Linked DNA regions of Sus scrofa: region 1 is linked to region 2. Evidence: chromatin contacts called from public HiChIP or PLAC-seq data. All regions are on one chromosome and are shown on one strand. Each heading gives the region's core, a stretch centred on a gene start, on an enhancer-like site or on the middle of the called end of the contact. The rest is flanking DNA. Distances are from core to core; before and after follow the strand shown.

Region 1 (3,400 bases), core at 483-2,982, 300 kb after region 2:
GACAACTTTATTTCTTATTTTCTGATTTTATCTCTTTTATTTCCTTTCTTGCCTTATTGCACTGGCTGGAAGTTCCAGTACTGTGTTAAATAAGAATGGTAAGAGTGGACACTCTTGCATCATTGATCTTAGGAGGAAAGCATTCAGTTTTTCACTATGAAGTATATTGTTAGCCGTTAAGTTTTTTTTGTTATAGATCAGGAAGTTCTGCTTTATTCCTGTGCTTCTGAGAATATCATGAGTAAGTGTTGGATTTTGTCAAGTGTTTTTTCTCTATGTTGATATGGCCATGCACATATTTATTGTTAGCTTGTTAAAATGATGGATTATATCAATTTTTTAATATCACATCAACCTTGTATTTCTGAAGTAAAGCCTTCTTACTTATGGTATATAAACTTATAGTTCCCTTTACATATTGATGAATTTTACTAACAATATTTAAAGGATTTTTGTGTCCATATTCATGAGGAATCTTGTTCTCTAGTTTTCTTTTTATATTTGTCTGCTTTTGGTATCAGGATAGAATAGTAACTTTTTAAAATTGGAAGTGTTTCACCATTTTTTTATGAGATTGTGTAGAATAAATATTCTTAATAATTCTCAGTTAACACTTCTGTTTTGGGAGTTTTAAAATTATGAATTCAAATTACTAATAGTTACAGGGCTATTCAAATAATCAGTTTTATTTTGGATAAATTGTGGTAGTTAGGTCGTAGTGGTTCTTTGAGGAATAGGTTCATTTTGTCTAAGTTCTTAAATTTATGCATAAATTCTCTTATTATCATTCGGATATCTGTAGCTTCTGTAGTGATACTGCTACCCTATTTCATTCTTGATATTGGTTATTTGTGAATACTCTTGGTTTTGGGGTTTTTGTTTGTCTTGTTTTGTTTTTGGCAGTGGCGGGTGGGGATCCATCTTGCTAGAGGTCTGTTAATTTTTTTGTTTTTTACAGAAAACTAACTGTTTCAGTGGCTTTTATCTGTTATTTTTCTAATTTCATTGATGTCTGTTCATATTTTTATTACTTCCTTTCTTTTGCTTGGTTTTGTAGTGCTCTTTTTCTGGGTTCTTGAAGTGGAAGTGGAAGCTCAGATTATTGATTTGAGACTTTTCCTCTTTTCTTATGTATGCAGTTAATGCTATATGTTTTCCTCTCATCACTGCTTTAGCTATGCCCCACAAATTTTAGTATGTTGTAATTTTATTTTTACTCAGTTTGGTTATTTGTTCACTTAAGATCACAATTTGTTTATTCATCTGCTGATGGACGTTTAAGTTGTTTCTGGTTTGGGGCTATTACCAAAAAAGCTGCCATTAGTATTCTTTTACAAGTTCTTATATAACATATACTTTCATTTATTTTGTATAATTTACTGGGAGTAGACTGTCATAGATGTATATATAACTTTTGAAGGAATTGCCAAACTTTTCAAAATGATTATTAACTATTTTTTGTAGTTATAGTTGATAAAAGTTGACTTATAATTGCTTAGAATTTTTTTTAATGTTCTTTCATCACAAATAATTTGAGAAACACTGCTTAGAGTAGCCTTGGAGGGATAGGTTTAGGTAGCTACAAGAATTCTCCTTACATTGTATAATATAAAGCAGAGTGAGTATAGATGGAGGTAGGGTGATGGTTTTGAAGGGAGGAAGAGTACTCTGACCATAGTACTCTGATTTTAACTCTGGCATTAATGAAATATGTGACAGAGTCATTAGCTGAATGAGTAGATAGCCTTTTGCAATAAAGAATTGAGGAAGGAGGAAAAGATGTGAACTCATCTCAGAATGAGTGCATACATTTATATAAAAAAAAATGTAGTAGACTTGGAGTTCCTCTGTGACTCAGCAGGTCAAGAATCTCGCTTGGTATGGCTTTGATTGCTGCTGTGGCATGGGTTTGATCCCTGGCTCAGGAACTTCCACGTGCTGCAGGTGCGGCCAAAAAAGAAATTAAGCTTATGGAAGTCACAAACTGTGCAGCAGGTTAAGGATCCAGTGTTGCCTCAACTGTGACACAGACTGCAACTGTGGCACGGGTTCAATCCCTGGCTCAGGAAATTCCACAAAACATGGTTGTAGCGAAAAAAGAAAAGTATTATAGGCTTTTGTGGTAGTTCTGAGTGCCTGTTTAAGTTTTGTGGCCATAAATTTGAAGTAAGACCTATTTTCAACAGTTTCTCGAATTAGTTCACTTGTTCAGAAACAGAGAAATAGAAGGTATATATTTAGGTTTAAGAAAGACTAAGCTCTTTCCTTGCTAGTGTGACATAGGAGTGGGGAAGGGCGAAGAAGTCCTTGAAAGGGCGTGTTTCTAGATTAAGAGGAAAAAAATGAGGGGGATGGTGGATTGGGAAAAGACAGTAGGGTCAGTGGATTGCAGGACCCTCTGCAGTCAAAGAGTAGTCACAATAGGAACGTGATAATAAGTAAAATGGAAGGAAAGGAAGTGATCAAAGAGTAGGATTGTGGAAATAACACTTATCAGAGGTGGTATGATTATTGGTGATTTACATGATCCTAGTAGGAGATACAAGCATAGGTATAGCATAAAATAACCATAAGAAGATAGACTAGGAGGCGTTTAGGAAAAGATGGTTGAAGTTGAAGTCAAGGAACACAGAGTCCGTAGAGTTGGACTGATTTTTTTGTGTGTGTGTTTGTTGAAGTTTCATGATGGCTAGCATGATGGAAAGACAGTGAATCAAGTGCTTAAGTCATCAGTGAATGAAGGGGTTGAGGAAGGATTTTGAGCAAGTAGTTAACATAGAACAAAGATAAAGGGTGGTAGTCTGATTACCATGGTCTTCAAGGATCTGAAGTGGGGCTGAGTTAATGGAGGAGGTAGTACAGTGGAGATTAATTAGGATACCCTTTCCACCTCTGAATACTGAAGTACTCTGAATGATTATGGCAGGAAAAGGTCACCACTTGAAAGGGCTCTAGGAAGAAGTGGCTTCCAGGATTATGGATTCCAAGTTATGGTTAGAACAAGAAGAGAGAACATACAGAGAAATTGAAGGTATAGAGAAGTATGGGGATGGTATACTAGTGATCATGGATGATCTTGGAGGCTTGGACTTACTGTGCCTGAGCTAAACATGAGAGTGATAGAGTTAGTTATGTTAGTTCCTTGGATGAAGGTGGCAAATGAGTTAAAGTCGGAACCTAGAAAACTTAGCTGGAAGGACAGGGACCATTGGGCTGCTTTTGTTTTTCAGATCAATGTGAGACAAAGATCTACTCTTGGTACAAAATTTCTTCATCAGTCCAGTGATTTTTGGTAGCTTAGTGATCTCTATTTTACTGGGATGTAAAAATTATATTTGTTAAATTTCTTTCCCTTTCTGAGGTACTGGGGCTTCCCCATGCCTTTGGTGATTCATAATTC
Region 2 (3,174 bases), core at 167-2,666:
AGAGGCATGACAGAGAGTTGATTAAGATGCCTTTCTGTGGCAGAACTCAGGACTGACTCATTGCCCACACTCTCCTTTCCAACCCTCTGCTCCTTCCTTCCTGCCAGACTCACCTTCTCTAATCACCTCTCATCCTTCTGTCATTCTGGATTCTTTTAAGTCTGCCTTCCTCTTTTGACTCTGCTTGACTGTATAAACTCTGAACTCCAAATCAGTTGTTGCCTCACCCTTAACAATCCACAGATCAGTGGCCTCTCAGACACCTTCCGCTCTGTCTTCCACATCAGTGAGAGCTCCCTCAATGCCTCTCATCCCTGACAAGTTTCACCCATGCTTTATCTTGGGACTTGTGCCCTGGGAATTTCTCTTTATCTTCTCAACTCAAAGTCTACCATGCTCCTATCAAGACTAGTTTCTGACACCTGTCTCTTTAATAATCCTGTCTATCTATACATTTGGTCTCTTTCACTGGCATTTTCCAACTCACAAAAACAAACCACTTCTTTTTGCCCAGGTTTAATACTAAGAAATATTAATAACAAGCAAAAATAAACAAAATAAACTTAATATTTTAACCCAGTCTCCTAGCTTTTGTTGAAATTTGGTGGAATAGAACTTCAGATAAGGTTAGGAGCTAGAAGGACACATTTCGTCTTTTTTTTTTTTTTGCCATTTCTTGGGTTGCTCCCACGGCATATGGAGGTTCCCAGGCTAGGGGTTGAGTCAGATCTGTAGCACCAGCCTACGCCAGAGCCACAGCAACGCAGGATCCGAGCCGCATCTGCGACCTACACCACAGCTCACGGCAACGCCAGATCCTCAACCCACTGAGCAAGGCCAGGGATCGAACCCGCAACCTCATGGTTCCTAGTCGGATTCGTTAACCACTGAGCCATGACGGGAACTCCTAGAAGGACACATTTCGAATAGAAACTCCAACTCATCAGGGCAGCAACATTAAAGTGAACTAAAAATCCTAAGGAGGGGCTGGCTACAGGGAAGGTTTGGTTTTGTGACTCAGTGATGTCACCGTCAAAAGCCTAATTTCTTTCCATTTTTGTCTGTTTCCCCTTCTATGGTGTCAACTTCATTTAAAAAGAGCTCTTCTTCTTCTTTGCTGTGGTTGTGGCACAGGCCAGCAGCTCTAGCTCTGATTTGACTCCTAGCCTGAGAACTTCCATGGGCCGTGAGTGTGAACCTAAAAAGCAAAAAAAAAAAAAAAAAGAGCTCTTCTCGTGGTCCTCAGATGCCTGTAAGCACTCCCTGAACCATGGGCTTTCTATACCGGCAAGGAAGGGAAAGTTGAGTCTACCTCCCCAGTCAAAGTCCTGATGTTTACTGATGTTGAGCTGTGTGCTCAACTCTAATTGCTGTGGTCACAGAGGGAAATGTAGTGACTGTCATAGCCTCAGTCACATGCTCTACTCTGATAGCTGGCATGGAGTTTTCTTTCCTGAAACCATGACTCCCTTAAACTGAATCAGAGTGCTTGCCCTTTGCTCATTTACCTTTAGGACATGCGAATGGGTTTGGACCACTCACTACTCCTCCCTGAACTTATGTCTGGTTGGTGCTCTAACTTTTCTCAGCTCCAGCCATCCCGCTCAAGTCAGAGGACTAGACGTTAACCAAGTACTGTGTGGAAAACACCCGGACTGTGTGTGGAAGCCTGTGGGCAGAGATGAAAGGACACAGAGAAGTGGTGAGGGGTGGGGTAAGGACCGCTGGGCCCATAATAGTCATGTGGTGATGTCATGACTTTAACTCCCCAGACATCTGCTGGGAGGCTCCTATTGCTAAAAGTGGAACAGCTGATTAGAGGACAAAAATGAATTCTGACCAGAAAGGAAAAGCCAGTTGGTGAAGCAGAAGGTATAGGAAACAGGGGAGGAAGTGACTGAGTCACCTTGGAATTCATAATGGTAGAGAAAGGGAACAAATGGGCATGTTCAGACACATCCACTGGATTTTTCTTTTTAATCGGAGAAAAGTAAAATGAGTCCATGGTCAGTTTCTAAAAGTGGCTATCACTTAAGAAGAATAAGTAGCTTTAAAAAAAGGAATGCTTACTCTGTAATCTTGGGTTATCCTAATGAGAAGGACACTGAAAAGACATTAAAGAAATAGAAAATGTTTGAGAAACAACCCATGTTTAGATTTAGAAAGAACAAAAACAGAATCTCAGGGGCAAGGCCCATAGTCAAGGATGCATATAAGACCATGGACATGGCACAAACCTGTACAGGTGAAACATCCTGAAGGCTAACTGTAAGTTGAGACCTGAGAAAATGTTAAAACCAAATACTGTAGGGTATATAGAAGTAGAAATACAACGTTGTACACATGAAACTTAAACAATCCAATATGACATCATAAAAATAAAACTCTTTTCAAAAAGTTTTAACTTTTTTTTTAAGCAAAAAAAAAAAAAAGAGGAAGAGATCATTGTTTGGGCAAGATGGTATCAAATTAGATGACAGAAAAAGCAGAACCCCTCAGCTGCCTTTTTTTTGCCTGCCTGTCCCCCTCTTAAGGAAAAGGTTTTCTTTTCTTTCTTTAACATAGAAAGGCTAGTACTTCTAAGAGAACTGTGCTCCAAGAGCATAAAGATGATAGTAAGAGTATTGGCCCATTAAAATGCATTTCAGTACTTAAGCCAAGTGAATTATATCTAGATATTGAAGCAACTTGCTTATGTGCTGATCTTGGGCTCTGTGATAGGCAGAATGGTAGTCTCCCCCAAAGATGTCCTCATCCTAACCCCTGAAACCTGTGACTTCACTACCTGACATGGCAAAAGGGACTTTGCTGCTGTGAGAAAATTAAAGATCTTGAGACGGAAAGATTACCTGGTTATCTGGGTGGGCAAAATATAATCACAAGGATCCTTATCAGAAGGTGGCAGGAAAACCAGAGGGAACAGATGATGTGATTATAGAAACAAAGATAAGAGTGATGTGATTGCTGACTCCTTGCCCTGAGCCAGGGAATGCCGGTGGTCTTTAGAAGCTGGTTGGGTTCAGCCTTCCAAGCCTGCAGAAGGAATTCAGCCCTGATACCTCAGTTTTAGCCCAGTGATATTGAGTTCAGACTTCTGAACTCCAGAACTGTAACACAACAAATCTGTACTCTTTTAAGCCAATAAACGTATGGTAATTTGTTATAGCAGCAATG

Evidence for each region. HiChIP or PLAC-seq counts read pairs in DNA pulled down with a chosen protein or histone mark.
Region 1: an H3K27ac HiChIP or PLAC-seq map of alveolar macrophages shows a contact between it and region 2. The contact joins two enhancer-like sites. A contact is called at or near these places in 1 of 47 Hi-C or Micro-C datasets (embryonic fibroblasts) and 1 of 2 datasets of contacts at active chromatin or transcription factors (alveolar macrophages).

What each region holds. Positions count from the first base shown.
Region 1 is chr1:223,603,784-223,607,183 of Sscrofa11.1, forward strand. All of the region lies in intron 8 of SMC5 (structural maintenance of chromosomes protein 5), which reads left to right. Among named protein-coding and RNA genes, the nearest start is that of SMC5, 45 kb to the left of the region's middle. Within about 2 kb of position 1,733, at least 2 of the 83 cell types and tissues checked have an H3K27ac peak or open chromatin away from gene starts, as enhancers often do. A contact at or near this core is called in alveolar macrophages, where this site is marked.
Region 2 is chr1:223,307,060-223,310,233 of Sscrofa11.1, forward strand. The region is part of intron 5 of C1H9orf135; the gene reads left to right. Among named protein-coding and RNA genes, the nearest start is that of C1H9orf135, 150 kb to the left of the region's middle. Within about 2 kb of position 1,417, at least 9 of the 83 cell types and tissues checked have an H3K27ac peak or open chromatin away from gene starts, as enhancers often do. A contact at or near this core is called in alveolar macrophages, where this site is marked.